2 separate regions of the Capra hircus genome follow, and region 1 is linked to region 2. The links are chromatin contacts, called in public Hi-C maps. All regions are on one chromosome and are shown on one strand. The core of a region is the stretch at or near the end of the contact, and the rest is flanking DNA. Distances in the headings are between cores, read along the strand shown.

The links. A called contact is a pair of places that touch in the nucleus more often than the background predicts.
Region 1: a contact with region 2 is called in a Hi-C map of blood, with 3 times the contacts expected there. The contact joins two enhancer-like sites. A contact is called at or near these places in 3 of 5 Hi-C or Micro-C datasets (all in blood).

Annotation. Positions count from the first base shown.
Region 1 is chr21:56,830,681-56,834,057 of ARS1.2, forward strand. RIN3 (ras and Rab interactor 3) reads left to right here. Exons shown (of 10, transcript XM_018066144.1): 10 at 2,192-3,377. The coding sequence ends at 2,512. Among named protein-coding and RNA genes, the nearest start is that of LGMN, 50 kb to the right of the region's middle. Within about 2 kb of position 1,336, at least 4 of the 5 cell types and tissues checked have an H3K27ac peak or open chromatin away from gene starts, as enhancers often do.
Region 2 is chr21:56,788,962-56,792,287 of ARS1.2, forward strand. All of the region lies in intron 3 of RIN3 (ras and Rab interactor 3), which reads left to right. Among named protein-coding and RNA genes, the nearest start is that of RIN3, 89 kb to the left of the region's middle. Within about 2 kb of position 1,835, at least 1 of the 5 cell types and tissues checked has an H3K27ac peak or open chromatin away from gene starts, as enhancers often do.

The DNA of each region.
Region 1 (3,377 bases), core at 86-2,585, 41 kb after region 2:
TACTGCCCAGCCTCAGTGTCTCCAACAGCCCCTCCTCTGAAAAGCCTTCCCTGACACCCCCGCCTGCCCCCCCCCATTCCCTATGGCATGGGTTAGAAGTGCTTCCTGCTGCTGCTGCTTCTATTGTAGCGCATATACCCTGTACTGTAACCAACAATGTATAAAGCTGTAACCCTGAGAGAGCAGGCCCTATTGCTCACATGTCTCAGGGCCTGGGCCAGAGTGGGACTGGGGAGTGTGCACAGTGGCAGGAGTTAGGACAGTGAATCAAGCTGCAGTCCAGAGCTGTGACTAGGTCTCCAGACTCACGTCACTGGCACCCAGAGCACACTGGACCTGAATCCCATGCCTGGCTGCTTTCCACATGGCCTTTCTGTAACTGGGAGAGCCCAGGCCTGGGAGGCAAGAGGCTCACAGTATGGACCCAGCTCTGTACTAGCTTGCTGTGTGACCCTAAGCCGTGTCTTTTAACCTCTCTGGGATGCGGTTTTCCTGTCAGCACAGGGGGACTCTGGCACATTTGAGCTCTGCCTCCCCAGTACATGTTCTAACATCAGCCAAGCTGATGTCCCTCCTCCTCTAATCAGTGGTGTCCTGATAATGTTTAGTAACTGGTTCTCTGGGGGAGAAAGAAAAAAAAAAAGGCTCTGATCTTTGCTTCTGTCAATTTCCATGGTATTACTATAAATACTGCCACCGTGGCTGATTCCAAGCTACTAACTTGGCATCATGGAACTTGGAGTTGGAAAGAGATGTACACAGTTGGCTTTCTCAAGCTGGTATGAGCCAGCATAAGTTGGCGAGTGCAGCTGCAGCACCCCAGCATTCCCTCCTGCCTTCTGGGACAGCTGCCCCTCCACCAACTCTTGGAATGTGAGCACTCTTGGTCCCTCGCATTCCTTCCTTCTTGCTTCTACCTCGTGGATTCCCAATGCTGAGCATCATCAGTGCGTCCCACTAAGGAGGCAGAGCTCAGGAAGAGGCTTGGAATGAGACTTATCAGCACTGTTTCTGGGGTCTGAGGAGGGCACCGCTGTCTGCCCCCTTCCCAGTGTCTCCTCTGCACCACACACGGTAAATCCCTACCCTCCGGAGGGAAAGCCCAGAGCCTGAAAGTCATCGGATGTCAAGGGCTCTGGGGAGGCCTGCTGGTGGCTGAGGAGAGCACAGGCAGTCACCGAGACCCAGGGAAGCGGGCTGGGCTTTCCCCTCCCAGGAAGAAAAAAAGAAGTGATCCCAGGGACTCTTGGCACAGAGCCTGGCACTACTCTGTAGTCACTAATTATCTCCATTCTGAACTAGGCGGCCTCAGGAGACCGCTGTGCTGTTACCATCCTTCCACAAGGGGGCAGCCCCGCGCACACACTTCCTGCCCGCCCTCTGGGCCCTTAGGGGAAAGGGGAACCTAACAGGCTCTGAGCCAGTTTTCTGTGATCCACCTCCAGGCACAGAGAAAGGACTGGTTTTATCCCCCCTTTGCAGTAGTGGAAATGGAGACTCAGAGAGGTCGTCACACAGTGAGTGGGAGCAGATTCAAAGTCAGGCAGGGACTCCTTCCACGGTCTCCGGTGGACTCAGGTGTGAATGTGCTGTTTTCTGCAAACACTCTCCATCTTTTCCCCCCAAGTCTTCTCCCCCGCCCTTCCCTGCCAGCCTGTTCCTCCTGGGAACACCACCCCTTCCATCCCCAGGCCCCTCCAGCCCTAGGGCCTGAAGAACTGTTCAGCCTGCCTTAGCTGTTCCAGCTGAGCCATGGAATGCTGGGGGTGGGTCTGAATCTTTGATTTTATTTATGCTGCCCCGTGTGCCCAGCGGAGTGCCTGGAATGCAGGGGAAGAAGAGAAAGTGAAAAATAGATTTTTTCAGTGACGGCAAGCCCGTGGACTGGCCACCAGGGGGCGCGCTCACTCTTTGTGTCCAGGCCAAGACTGACCCAGTGAGAGCTGAGGCTCAGAGAGGGAGGGTCTTTGCCTGAGGTCACACAGCATGGTCAGCCGCAGGTGCCCCGACGGCCAGCCTCACGACCCCTCCTGCCATCCATCCGCTGTCTATGGAGAGGAATCGGGGGGCCCAAAGAGGACAAGGCCACGCAGCTTGTCCTGTCCAAGCTCCCAGCATCGGGGCAGGGGTTGAGACAGGACGTGGGCTTGGCCCAGCCGGTAACTGTGACCCCCTCCGTCTCGCCCCGCAGGACTTCATCTGCGTGTCGTATCTGGAGCCGGAGCAGCAGTCGCGGACGCTGGCGTCGCGGGCGGACACGCTGGCTGAGGCGCTGTGCGCCCAGTGTGCGGAGAAGTTCGAGGTGGTGCAGCCGCAGGACTACCGGCTCTTCGTGCTGGTGGACGGCCGCAGCTTCCAGCTGGCCGACGAGGCGCTGCCACACCGCATCAAGGGCTACCTGCTGCGGAGCGAGCCCAAGCGCGACTTCCACTTCGTGTACCGGCCCCTGGACGGCGGCGGGGGCAGCGGAGGCCCGCCCTGCCTCGTGGTGCGGGAGCCCAACTTCCTGTGAGCCCGGGGCCGCGGCCCCTCCGACGGCAGTGTCCACCCAGGCGGGGACGCTGGCAGACCGGCCCGCACCCTCGACCCCCACACTCACACTCACGCACCCACTCACACATGCACACGCACAGACACATACGCGCGCGCGCGTGCACACACACACACACTCCCAACAGGGATGCCCACACGTTGCCCCATGCTTGCAGCCTACTGAGCGCGCCTCGGCCACCGTGGCAGGACCATTGTATAAACAACGTGATCCGTGGCCCCAGCGTGCTCGCAGTAGGAGGGCGGGAGCCGGGAGAGGCCACATGCTTCATTAGGCAGAAAGGGAAACGGAAACTCAGAAAGGACCCTCCAGCCCCCTGCAGCACACAAGCCCAAGCTCGCTCGGCCCCTGTTCACACACAGCCCCTCAGGCCAGTCCGTCTGTCCCGCGCCTCGGGCCCCCGCACCCCATGCCCACCCGATCCGATCCCCAGCCTTTCACCGGGAGGGCTCAGGTTTTCCCAAGACCATCCTCAGGAGGAGTGGCCTGGCCGCAGCTGCCCGCCCCCCATGGAGCTGGAATGTGTTGGACTCGCCCAGCATGTCAGGAGCATCTCAGGGTGCTGAGGAGACAGGCCCCTCACCCCTGCCTCAGAGCCAACCCTCAGCCATCCGCCCACTCTGTGCTGCCCCTAGCTCCCCAGCCCCTCCGGAAGCAGCCAGGTGTACAACGGGACCTCCGAGCGAGGCCAGCTTCACAGCTACGTGAACGAGCCCAGCCTTGGCCACGGGGGACATTGTCCAGGGCCCTCTCCTTCGTGGGCACCCCAGGACTGTGGCATTCATGGCAAGAGACACTGTGTGGGGAGTGTTTTAATAAAAGTCCT
Region 2 (3,326 bases), core at 585-3,084:
TGGGCCCCTAGAGGGAGGGCATGAGCCACGTGGTGGGAGGCCTGAGACCCCAGCCAAGGCACCATGCTCCCCCTCACCCTGCCGAGGCCTCTGCTCCTCTGGGGTCCCTCTGCCAGACAGGCTAATATGTTTTGAACTGTACTTTTATTCGTTTTTGGCTGCGATGAGTCTTCGTTGCTGCACATGGGCTTTCTCTAGTTGTGGCGAGTGGGGGGCTGCCAGGGTCCAGCCCCGGTGGATCCAGGGTGATTCGAAGGTGGGGACGGAATCGGCATCCTAGGAAAAATCTTAATTACAGATATAGAGAGAGATTAGAAACGGATAGTGTAGTAGGAAAATTAGTGGAGAAAAAGAGGCTGAATAACTTGGTTTACGTGGAATAGCATCCATGCTCCAGATGGGAATTCAGCCAGAAAAACGGGGAGCAAGAAAGAAACGACATGGGGGAATCAGTCTTTCCAGAAACTGATCAGATTTCTTTATTTTTTAGGTTTGTTTATATACCTTTTTGTTATACATAGGGATGAATACAGAGTCACGCAGGGGTCAGCAGACCTGACCCTTGTCACAATCAGGTGCTTCATATAAAATTATACAAAGGTCTTATGGGTTTGACAGCATCTTCTGGCCATGAGACCTGCTGACATTTTATGGCCCTTTCTGATACCGGTCAGTTAAACAGAAAACTTATTTTTCCAGGGGTGATTTTTTCTTAAATCAGGCGCCACCCTCCAAATAAAGTTCCATTCCTATAGGGTGAGGGTGTAGTGAGTTACAGCTAGGAAAGGAATTTACTTAGCCTAAGGTTTAACATGATTAATCTTAAAGGTTAATACTTATTTTTCCTATATGCTAGTTATATTCATTATAAGGGCAAGGAATATGGGGATTTAGCAGCAAATATTGGTTCAACAAATGTAAACCCTTGACCAATGTTCCCCTTAAGATCTATTTAGTCTTAAGATAGTGATAAAGTTACATTTTTACATAGCAAGGACACAGTGATTTATAACAAAGTACAGTGATCTATAACAAAAGAGAAAATTCATTAACTCAAAAAGTCTAGTATTGCCAACATCAAAACTACTATATTTCCTTTTCTATATTCCAAATACATTAATTAATATATTCCCAGGTGCCTAAGGATATGGAGGCCTGGCAGCAATCACTGACTCAACAGTGAGAAAAGCCCTATGCTAATACTCCAAACTCTCTGTGCTGTTTATGGTTGAGAGGTTGTCACACAAGCTAGTCTGTCAGCAGAGAGGTTTGATCTGAGACACCTTTGTCACACCCAGGGCAGGGAATTAGCAGTAATTATTGGCAGGACAAATGAAAAAACCCTTCACCAATATAATTTCTAATCAACCCACTATACTATACTAATAATTTTCTAACTTCTCAAAAGAGTCTGTATTTAGGAAGTTTTAAAGCATCTCGTGCCTCTCAAGGTTGGGAGGCTGTAAACAATTACATGTGGCCTGACGAACCTGATCAGGGAGGCTAGAGGACCTCCAGAGGAATTTCTTTTTTTTTTTTTTTAAGATTTCTCCAGAGGAATTTCTAAGTTGAAACACTCTTGTCACGCCCAGGAATTTTTATTAACTGGAGCTGCAAGTTAACTCCTTCTTCGAGAGAAATGGTTATGGGGGAGAGCCCCCCATGAAGTCAGAGGTGTAGGTGAGAGCATGAAACAGACTCTGGTTTGGGGGTTGGATGCTCGGGAACAGGGGGTTTCCTGAGGCTTGATCACGCCTTTGCGTATGCCAAGCCTCCTTCCTCATGACCTTTGCCATGGGCGGAGCTCCTCACGCTGGCCCCCGGCAGGGGGCTGCTCTCTAGTCGTGGGGCACAGGCTTCTCGTTGCGCAGCTTCTCTTGTTGCAGAGGTCTGGCTCTAGAGCGTGCAGGCTTCAGTAGCTGTGGGGCATGGGCTTAGCTGCTCCACGGGATGCTCCTGGACCAGAGATTGAACCCATGTCCCCTGCATTAGCAGGCGGATTCTTAACCACTAGACGAGCAGGGGATCCCCGGTCAGACTTTTAGCAGACATTTATTATCTCCCAAACTGCATGCCACACAATGTGCTAGGCCCTGAGGAGAGCTCAAGTGTGGGCAAAGCCCTGGCCCTGGCAGGGCAGGAGCTCCCCTGGGTGTGGCCTTGCTGTGCTATTCCCACAAGCAAGATGGGAAGTATGAACTGGGGGCTGGGGGTGGGGCAGAAGAGGCCTGGTTACAAAGAAACAAACATGACCTTGACCCTCCCTTGTGCCTTGACAGATCTACTGTTTTCACTGAAAAAAGGGGACTGGGCCACTATATCTACAACTGTGCATGGCCCCAACCACAAAAATGGATGAGCCCTGGTCCTTGCTCCTGAGGAAGGGACCAGAATGGGGGTAAACTAAGTCTAAAGGAAGTGAAGTCGCTCAGTCCTGTTCAACTCTTGGCGATCCCATGGACTGTAGCCTACCAGGCTCCTCTGTCCATGGGATTTTCCAGGCAAGAGTACTGGAGTGGGGTGCCATCACCTTCTCCAGGGAGCCTAAAGGAACTGTGGGCTTTATAGAAAGTCCCGGGGCACAGGAGAGGAAGGGACTGCCTATCTTAAAGGTTTCATCTCTGTCTGTAAAGGTCAGACCACGTCTCAATGGTGAAGGAAAACTGCTCATTGTTGAGCAGGCCTGGTATAAAGAGGCTCAGCTTTTTGCATGCATCACCACTAATTCCTCTTGAAGGATTCACGAGAAAGGTTTACAGATGGAGCGTCCTCTCTACCTCTCCCAGCTACCACAGATCTTTTGACCCCAGCCTATAAATGGCAACCCACTCCAGTACTCTTGCTTGGAAAATTCCTGGTGGGCTGCAGTCCATGGGGTCGCAAAGAGTCGGACCCAACTGAGCAACTTCACTTTCACTTTCCCTTGGCCAGTTGGTGCTGCTAAGGTCTGTGATGCACTGGTGTGCCACTAGGTGGCGCTGTGGACCGCCTCATGTCCATTAACTCACAGAGGGTGGTAATTCCATGCCCTGATGTTTCTCTGATTTGTTATTTATGGGCATCTTGCCAGTACCTCCAAGAACTAACTGTAACCTACTTAATGTTTTTCTTTAAACTCCCTTGTAAAATTTTTATGTCTATCCTAATGAGAAACCATGACCTCTTTGCTATAAATAAATGATGAATGTAATTCCCTGGTGGCTCAGGCAGTAAAGAACCCGCCTGCAGTGCAAACCCAGGGAGATCTGGGTTCGATCCCTGAGTCGTGAAGATCCTCTGGAGGAGGGCATGGCAGCCCAGTCCAGTATTCTTGCCTGGAGAATCCC